3 separate regions of the Mus musculus genome follow, and regions 1 and 3 are each linked to region 2. A link is a contact called in public Hi-C data. All regions are on one chromosome and are shown on one strand. The core of a region is the stretch at or near the end of the contact, and the rest is flanking DNA. Distances in the headings are between cores, read along the strand shown.

Region 1 (2,700 bases), core at 49-2,548, 280 kb after region 2:
TTTGTAAGCATCTCTAAGCCAGAGAAAACACACACAAACACACATGTACACATAGATTTTTTAAAAAGGGTTTTGTTAGCAGTAAGACAAGTAATAAATTTTTACATTTTTTTTTCATTTGGGCTTCCAGAAGCTATACTTATCAGATGCGTTTTATTTTGTTTGCCATGACACCTCACCTGCACATTGGGTGGCTGTGGACTGAGTGGTCTTTTCTGACACCAATTATTCTCCAGCCTGAGGAGAGCCTGTGCTCTGTTTTTACACTCTGAGTCTTGCTGTCAGGTCAAGAGCCCTTTGCAGATGAGGAATGAGTCATAAAACAGAATCTGGGCTCAGCTAGTTACTGGAAATAACACCATCATAACACCAAGCACCAACTCGTCCTGATGGGTATTATACTTTATTTTCTTCTCCTCTTAATCTTTAAGAAGAATTAAGGTTACTCTCTCCCTAGCTCTGTAACTAGATGGTTACAGTTAGGTGTGTCTTGAAATTATATACAAGAACACTTTCCTTGTCAACCCTTAATAACCTACAGCTTTTACAAATTGCTTCCTTTATTTTTGTTTTGTTTTGCCATAGTTTCTACAGAAATTAATTCTAGAGGCCTGTAGTCTTTACCTGGAACATTTTGAACGAGAGCGTAGTTTTCAGATCGAGAATGACTTCGTTCTCTGCCACACGGTCAAGCTTTAAATGAGCGTTATGGAATACAGGTGTTACGGGTATTAGAACACTGTGCAATTTGTGCTGTGGTTGGATACCTGGAAGAGGGGGGGTGATTTTCAAAAGCAAGAGGGGGTAATAAACCTGAATTGACTTCAGTTCTCCAAAATTTAGGAAACACTCTACATTCTGATCTAATCCTTAATGAAACTACAGGTAATGCATTTAAAGGGATTTAAAATGGAGCCAAGAAGCATATACACTAAATGTACTGTACCCCACCCCCAGAGGCTCTGTTTAATCTCTTAATAGTCGCTGTAACCCAAGCCTTTTCTCCACTCTAGCAGGAATCTGACAGTCCTGTTCATTAAACTCTCTAATCAAAATGCCTCCAGAGAGCCAGCGATTGCAACAGTGCTGTCTGGGGTGGCTCCTCCACCCCCAGGGTGCAGTTCCCAACTTTCTACTTCCTCCTGGTGAACAGATCTCTCCTTTCCCCAGACCTGAAATTTCCTTTCCCCTCACGAATCTTCATCAGCAATTAAACAAAGGATACCTCCTCCTCCCCAGGGCTCCACCACTGCTCCCTTTGTTTCCATGGCAATCTGGGCACTTCATACAGAACTTTCAAAGGCTGCTTTGGTATTAGCTGTACTGATGGTCACTTGGAAACAAAAGTGCTGGGAAACAGAGGCTAGTGTGGCAGTGAGCTGGATGGCTGTGGTGGCTGGGAGGTGGGGAGGAGGGAGCACCAGGGATGACCTTAGAGAAGGCTCAGTGTCTAGCCTTGTCAATTCCTCTGCCAGTGGACATTTCCCAGAACCCAACACTTCCGGAGGAGAGGCAATCCCTCCACCGCAAATTCTTCCGATGGACGCTGTCACATTCTGAAGAGGCTAATTAGAACCAGACTCAACCATCAAGAATGGTTTTCATTTGTCATATTTTATCAGGAAATTCTATACAACCTTTAAAAATGTGGCATCTTCCTCTCTGTCCCTTTCTCGATGTCTCCTCATTGTCCTAAGACACTAAAACACCAATCATTAATTCACTGATAGCTATTGTTCTCCCAGCATTCCCCAGTATCTGATAGGTCCTGATCTCATTGACTCAACTCAGTCCAACAATAAGAGCTGTTATATTGACCCCATTTTATTGATAAAGAGCTGAGCATCCCCATGTCAAAAGGTCACAGAACATAGTCTAATGTGAGTGAATCAGGGCACTTGGGAAGTTGAGCAATCTCCCTGCAGCATCCAGTTGGTTCCCTTACTCACTTCCCCAACTTCCTAATCAAAGCAAAAGCTGCTTCTGCTGTGCTTCAGGAACCTGTTTCCTTTTACCCAGTTCAGTTAGAGAAACGACCCAAAGGAAATCTATTCATTTCAGCTTGGGGACTGGGGAGACAGCTTAATTGGTAAAGAGCTCGCCTTGCAAGCATGAAGACCTGTGTTTGATCCCAAGAGGTTTTTGTTTTGTTTTGTTTTGTTTTGTTTTGTTTTGTTTTGTTTTGTTTTGTTTTTAAGCCAGAGACAGGTTTGGTAGTGTGTATTTGTAATCCTCAACAGAGGGATTTCTGGGACTCACTTACCAGCCAGCCTAGTCTAAGTTCAAGTTCAGTGAAAGGTAAGAAGTTGTCTCAGAAAGAAGGTGGGACCAGTAAGGGGATGGGGAAGTGCTTGCCCCCAACCCCAGTGATCTAAGTTTTAACCCCAGGCTCCAAGTGGTAGGAGAGAGACAGCGCTCTCAAGTAGACCTCTGACCTCTACACACATGATGTGGCATGTGCACATGCACACACAGATACAGACACACACTCTCTCACACACACATACACACACACTGAATATAAATGAACAAATAAATGTGATAACAAAAGAGGGAGGATGGTACCTGTCTTAGTCAGGGTTTCTATTCCTGCACAAACATCATGACCAAGAAGCAAGTTGGGAAGGAAAGGGTTTATTCAGCTTACATTTCCACACTGCTGTTCATCACCAAGGAAATCAGGACTGGAACTCAAACAGG
Region 2 (2,700 bases), core at 148-2,647:
GAACTAACAGAGATCCACCTGCCACTACATAGTAAATGCTGGGAGTAAAGGCACGAACCACGATGCCCAGCTTTGTCTCCAGTTTTGAAGTAATTATTTCCTGGTGATTATAACACATGAAGTTTCCTCCGTGAGAAAAAAAATAAAAAGATCTGCCACAGAGGAGAAAATCAACATTTGCAAAAACAGACATTATACTGCAATCAGTAGCAATCCCCAGGCAGAACTGAATGGAAGGGCACATTAAACCAAATTATTTTAATGGGTTTCAGTAGTTGAGGTTTTCTGGAAAAGTCTACTACCAAAATGGAAACATGACCAAGCTCGTGAAACCTGTGTAACCTCTCAGGGGGCCATTGGCTCACATGATTTCAGTTAATTTTTAGTTTTATTCCTATTCAGTTGTCTCCTACTGCATGTGGTACTTGATCTTAAGATCAAGTTCAAAGCAAAACCTTTTACCATTCATAGACTCTTCATTTGGGTTCGTTTTCAGAAATAGGGAAATACTTCCAGTATTCCTCCTGAGGGTACACACTCTTAATCTTGATTAGATTCTGTGTAAACATAGATGTTTGACATTGATACAGCACAGGAAAGCTTCTTTTTTTTTAATTCCCAGTAAATGGTGTTTGAGTTTTCATACAACACAAGAATGGGGTGTGTGTGTGTGTGGTGTTTGTGTATGTGTGTGTGTGTATGCATGAGCATGTGTGTACATGTATATGTGTGTGTATGTGTGTGTGTACATGTGTCTCTGTGTGTGTATGTGTGTATGTGTGTGTGTGCATGTGTCTCTGTGTGTGTATGTGTGTGTGTTTGTGTGTGTATGTATGTGTGTGTTTGGTGTGTGTGTGCATGTGTATGTGTGTATTTGTGTATGTGTGTGTCTGTGCACATGTCTGTGTGTGTGTGTCTCTGTGTGTATGTGTGTGTGTGTGAGTATACATATGCAGATATGCATCTGGACTCCACTATGCTAGTACATGTGGAGGCCAGAGTCTGCCTTTGGGACGTCTTTTTCAGTTGGTTCTTCACCTTATTATTTTTTTTCCTTTTTTGAGATATGGTCTCACTGAATTTGGAACTTGCCATTTTGGCTAGACTCAATGGCCAACAAGCCCTTGGGGTCCCCCAGCACTGACTGGGGTTACAGTTACACACCACCATGTCTGGGTTTATTTTGTTGTTGTTGTTTTTGTTTGTTTGTTTTTGTTTTTGTTTTTGCATGGATGCTAAGGATCAAACTCAGGTCTGGTGTCCAGACTCACCACTGCTTTGTCTAATGCCTTTTTGCTGAAGTAAAGGTGCCCATGGGGTACAAAGCTAAGAGAAGGGTTTTAATTAACAGACACTCAAGCCACCAGATGGCTCCCTCTAGTTTTTAAATCTGCACTTAGGGGAGATAGATTGCCTTCCCTGAAAGGCAGCTTGATGGCTGAGTGGGTCTTCTGACTTCAGGCTGAACTGAGCAGTGTTATTGCTTGGCGTGCCACTTCTTTGATTATGAAATGGTGTTTGAGTTTTCATACAACACAAGAATGGTGTGTGTGTGTGTGTGTGTGTGTGTGTGTGTGTGTGTGCATGTGTGTACATGTATATGTGTGTGTATGTGTGTATGTGTGTTTGGTGTGTGATGTAATTAATTGATTAATGATGTAAGAACCTCAGGGCTGTTTCTACTCATGAGTCGTGACTTGATTTCACAGGCTTTCTCATTGTTTTAAAGCTGGAACCACCCATCTCTTGATCCTCCTCTCTTATGCTTCTTTTCTGAACACACAGGACCTTGAGAGTTTCACTGTTAGATCTCACCCTTCCCACGAACACTGAGAACAGACAGAGGAAGTCCCCACTGACTTCATATCATCTCTTCAATTTGCCTTTCTTTTCCCTATCGTCCTCTTGGGCATATTCACATTTGCAAAACACATCAGAGAGATTTGTTTGACTCATCAAAACCAAATAGAGGTACAGTGAAACCACTGTGGGGGGTTGACCCTACAGATTCTCTGACCAGACTGTGTTGAGCACCCTTTGTTTCATAAATGCTTCCCACAAGGTCTCACCATGCATCCCATTACACTACTGAAGAATGGAGGGAGACATTCCCCTGATTTTGCTCTGACCAAAAATGAGCCAACATAAAGGAAGCAAGCTGGATGGAGTTGACCTAAATGATTGTCCTCACTTATTTTAGGGTCATACCTTCTATGTACCATCCTTTTCCCCACACCAAACACTTATAGTCTCCCTCCTCCTCCTCCTCCTCCTCCTCCTCCTCCTCCTCCTCCTCCTCCTCCTCTTGGAACAGGCTTTCTGTTTTCTTGTTTAATTTCTGTTTTAATTTCTGGTGTCAGAGAACAAACCAGGACCACTGAGCTAAATCCCTGACCATCATTTAATTTAATTTAATTTAATTTAATTTAATTTAGGATGGTGTCTTGCTAAGTTGTACAGGCTGGTCTTGAACTTAGGATTCTGTGTCTCAGGCTCTTGAGTAATGGATATCACTGTCATATCTATATGCACCTGAGAGGTCAAACCTACTCCATCGACTTCATCTTAAAAACAGAAAAAACAACCAACCAACCAACCAAACAAACAAACAAACAAAAAAACCTGAAAACTTGACCAGCAGCTAAATCCAAGCTGCACCTAAGTGCCTGCAAGGACCCCATGGCCTGTCCTTGGTCCATA
Region 3 (2,700 bases), core at 60-2,559, 500 kb before region 2:
TTTTGCCGAGCCTTATGAATCTTGTCACTTCATTACTACTTATATAAATCTGTAAAGTTTCAAAGGCAAGTTTAATAAGAATAATAGTGTATATTTAAGTTTAAAAAAACCATAATGTACCTTTATTCTCTTATCTTTTGGTTTCTTAAATTAAAAGATATTAAAACTCTAAGATGGAATTTAATATATTTAAAAATGTTTTTGTCTTGCTCTTTCTAAATTTCTTCCTATGCTGCCTCTCACAAGTTTATTATTTCTTGTTACAGTTTTCCCTGACAGAGCTATGAAAATGTCTTCTGCCTTTCTACCTTTATATCAGCCACATTCTGAATTGTGTTGCAGAAAGGGACATTTGAATTATTTCATATGAAACACTACTGTATTTTCTTTCCTCTTAAAAATGTTAGTTTTTCTTATCTGCTGTCCATAATTATGCATGTTTAATGTTCAGTGAGAACTAGAGCTTCAGTTATGTAATTAGTAAGTTGAAATATTAAAAATAATGAATTTTGCTTAAAATGACACATTATTCTTTTTTTTTAATTAGGTATTTTCCTTGTTTACATTTTCAATGCTATCCCAAAGGTCCCCCATACCCACCCCCCATATATCACATTATTCTTAGCAAAATAAAAATTACCACCTTGAAAGAACCATTTTACTCAAATTTCTTATGTTTTCCATATATTTCCTATTTGGGAAAAATAGTCTGAAATTAACTTCTCTAATTTACCTATATTACCTTGGAAGTTTTACTGGGTTTTTTTTGGGGGGGCGGGTTCGAGACAGGGTTTCTCTGTGTATCCCTGGCTGTCCTGGAACTCACTCTGTAGACCAGGCTGGCCTCGAACTCAGAAATCCACCTGCCTCTGCCTCCCGAGTGCTGGGATTAAAGGCGTGCGCCACCACCGCCCGGCCTAAAAAGGTTTCTTTCTGAAAAAGAGAGACAGATAAAAGAGTTTATACCTCTTGATGCCTTGATGTCTATTTTGAAGATGGGGAAGTACTGGAAAGTACTATTGTCTGCAGTGTATTACCAGTTTTCACAAATGTCTAAGAAGTTACAGTTAAGATGGGGCGGAAAGAAAAGTCTGGCTCAGGTAGCTCAGCTCTAGGCCTTGGGGTACCTGGACCAGGAAACCTTATCTAGAAAACAGCTTTGAAAAGGAAAACCCTTGTCCTGGAGTAGAGCAACTAAGAACCGCCCACCACGGCAGGCCGCCCCGCCTCTTGCCATCCAGTCCCGCCCCCGCCGCCGCGCCAACGGTGACCATAGCAACGCGGTGGACGTCCGCCAACGGCCAGGCTAGGTCTGGGAGGAGCCTAGAGCGCATGTCACATGACTCTGTGGGCGGAGCTTGTGCGGGGACGGCCAGAGCGTGTCCCCAGCCTCCGCCGCCTAGGCCAGAGTCGTGAGGAACGGAGCGGAGGCAGCTGCGAGGCCGCGGGTGCCCGCCGGGTGTGCTGAGCCGCCGCCATGGGCAGTGAGTGTGGTGGCTGGAGCGCGAACCTCGAAGGCCGCGGGTCCTTTCGGGCTGTGGGCAGTGGAGTCGCTTACTCCTTGGGGTGGTCTTGGGTGCGGGGGATGCGCAGGCCTCGTTGGGGTCGCCACGGGCAGAGCGAGCTGGGGACCCGCCAAGGCGCCTCGGGTCAGCGAGGCCTTGCCCGGCGGGTCACGGGAACTCAGAAGTCCCGGTTTGCTCCCCTTAGGAGGCGAGGAGCGAGGATGGCGCGGGGAGGCCATTGGCTGGGGGCGGGGGGTAGTTAGCACACTCCACGGCTTGGACCACTTGGGCTTTTTCTGAATCTCAGGAAACTCATTAATTTTTAAATTATTATTCTTGAATCACGCTTCCTTGGTGTGTTGCGACGAATAAGTCTCCCTTTTTTTAAAAAAATATTTTTTATTAGGTATTTTCCTCATTTACATTTCCAATGCTATCCCAAAAAGTCCCCCATAACCTCCCCCACCAAGTCTCCCTTTTTTAAAAATGTGATTCGTAGCATGCGTTTTAGGGGAGGAAAGGCGTGTGATCAGTAGCTCAGCATTTTCCTAGATTAATTCTTCCCAGTCATTCTGTAGTGTTCATTGAAAACTGTAAGTTGGTGCGCAAGGTATGGACGAGGCCTCGCATTATAAGATCCTTCCAGGGCCCTGCCCAATCACTCACCCTCATGTATTTTCACACAGATACTTTACCTAGCAGTTCACATGTTTGTGTATAAAGGGATAACGTTGCGATGCACTCCATTGGCTAACAGTAGACATTTGGGGAAAATTGGAAAGGAAATAAGAGACCCTTGGCCTTGAATTGTGAATAAAAATGGAATTGTGCAACACGGGGAGAGGCAGTACATGGCGGCACGCAACAGCGTTTTTTGATCCTGAACGCCAGTACAGTAATTCATAAACTAGCAATAAATCTCGGAGAGTAGCCTGGGCTGAGATGGGGAAGGGAGGCGATTCTAGACAGTTTCCCAGTGTTGTGACCCATAGTTGTTGTTTTTTTAATTGCAGGTAAATGTTTTCAGAATTTAGATTTACTTTTTTTTTTTTTTTTTTTTTTTTAAAGATTTATTTATTTATTATATGTAAGTACACTGTAGCTGTCTTCAGACACTCCAGAAGAGGGAGTCAGATCTCGTTACGGATGGTTGTGAGCCACCATGTGGTTGCTGGGATTTGAACTCCTGACCTTC

What was found. A called contact is a pair of places that touch in the nucleus more often than the background predicts.
Region 1: a contact with region 2 is called in a Hi-C map of the N1E-115 cell line, with 2.8 times the contacts expected there. The contact joins two enhancer-like sites. A contact is called at or near these places in 2 of 15 datasets of contacts at CTCF or cohesin (the NIH/3T3 cell line and large pre-B cells), 3 of 484 Hi-C or Micro-C datasets (the N1E-115 cell line, cranial neural crest and embryonic stem cells) and 1 of 115 datasets of contacts at active chromatin or transcription factors (stem cell-derived neural progenitor cells).
Region 3: a Hi-C map of the N1E-115 cell line shows a contact between it and region 2, with 3 times the contacts expected there. The contact joins the promoter of Sec61a2 here to the enhancer-like site in region 2. A contact is called at or near these places in 1 of 39 promoter capture datasets (embryonic stem cells), 2 of 15 datasets of contacts at CTCF or cohesin (large pre-B cells and pro-B cells), 7 of 484 Hi-C or Micro-C datasets (the G1E-ER4 cell line, the N1E-115 cell line, bone marrow-derived macrophages and 2 more), 3 of 115 datasets of contacts at active chromatin or transcription factors (astrocytes and embryonic stem cells) and 2 of 9 other capture datasets (embryonic stem cells and macrophages).

What each region holds. Positions count from the first base shown.
Region 1 is chr2:5,115,694-5,118,393 of GRCm38.p6, reverse strand. No RefSeq gene overlaps it. Among named protein-coding and RNA genes, the nearest start is that of Gm39755, 14 kb to the right of the region's middle. Within about 2 kb of position 1,298, at least 49 of the 459 cell types and tissues checked have an H3K27ac peak or open chromatin away from gene starts, as enhancers often do. A contact at or near this core is called in the N1E-115 cell line, where this site is marked.
Region 2 is chr2:5,395,293-5,397,992 of GRCm38.p6, reverse strand. All of the region lies in intron 3 of Camk1d (calcium/calmodulin-dependent protein kinase ID), which reads left to right. Among named protein-coding and RNA genes, the nearest start is that of Gm36906, 82 kb to the right of the region's middle. Within about 2 kb of position 1,397, at least 6 of the 459 cell types and tissues checked have an H3K27ac peak or open chromatin away from gene starts, as enhancers often do. A contact at or near this core is called in the N1E-115 cell line, where this site is marked.
Region 3 is chr2:5,894,041-5,896,740 of GRCm38.p6, reverse strand. Sec61a2 (Sec61, alpha subunit 2 (S. cerevisiae)) reads left to right here and starts at 1,309. Exons shown (of 12, transcript NM_021305.4): 1 at 1,309-1,484. The coding sequence starts at 1,478. It overlaps Gm13267 (predicted gene 13267), which reads right to left and starts at 1,277. Exons shown (of 3, transcript NR_166420.1): 1 at 967-1,277. It also overlaps a transcript of Dhtkd1 not described here.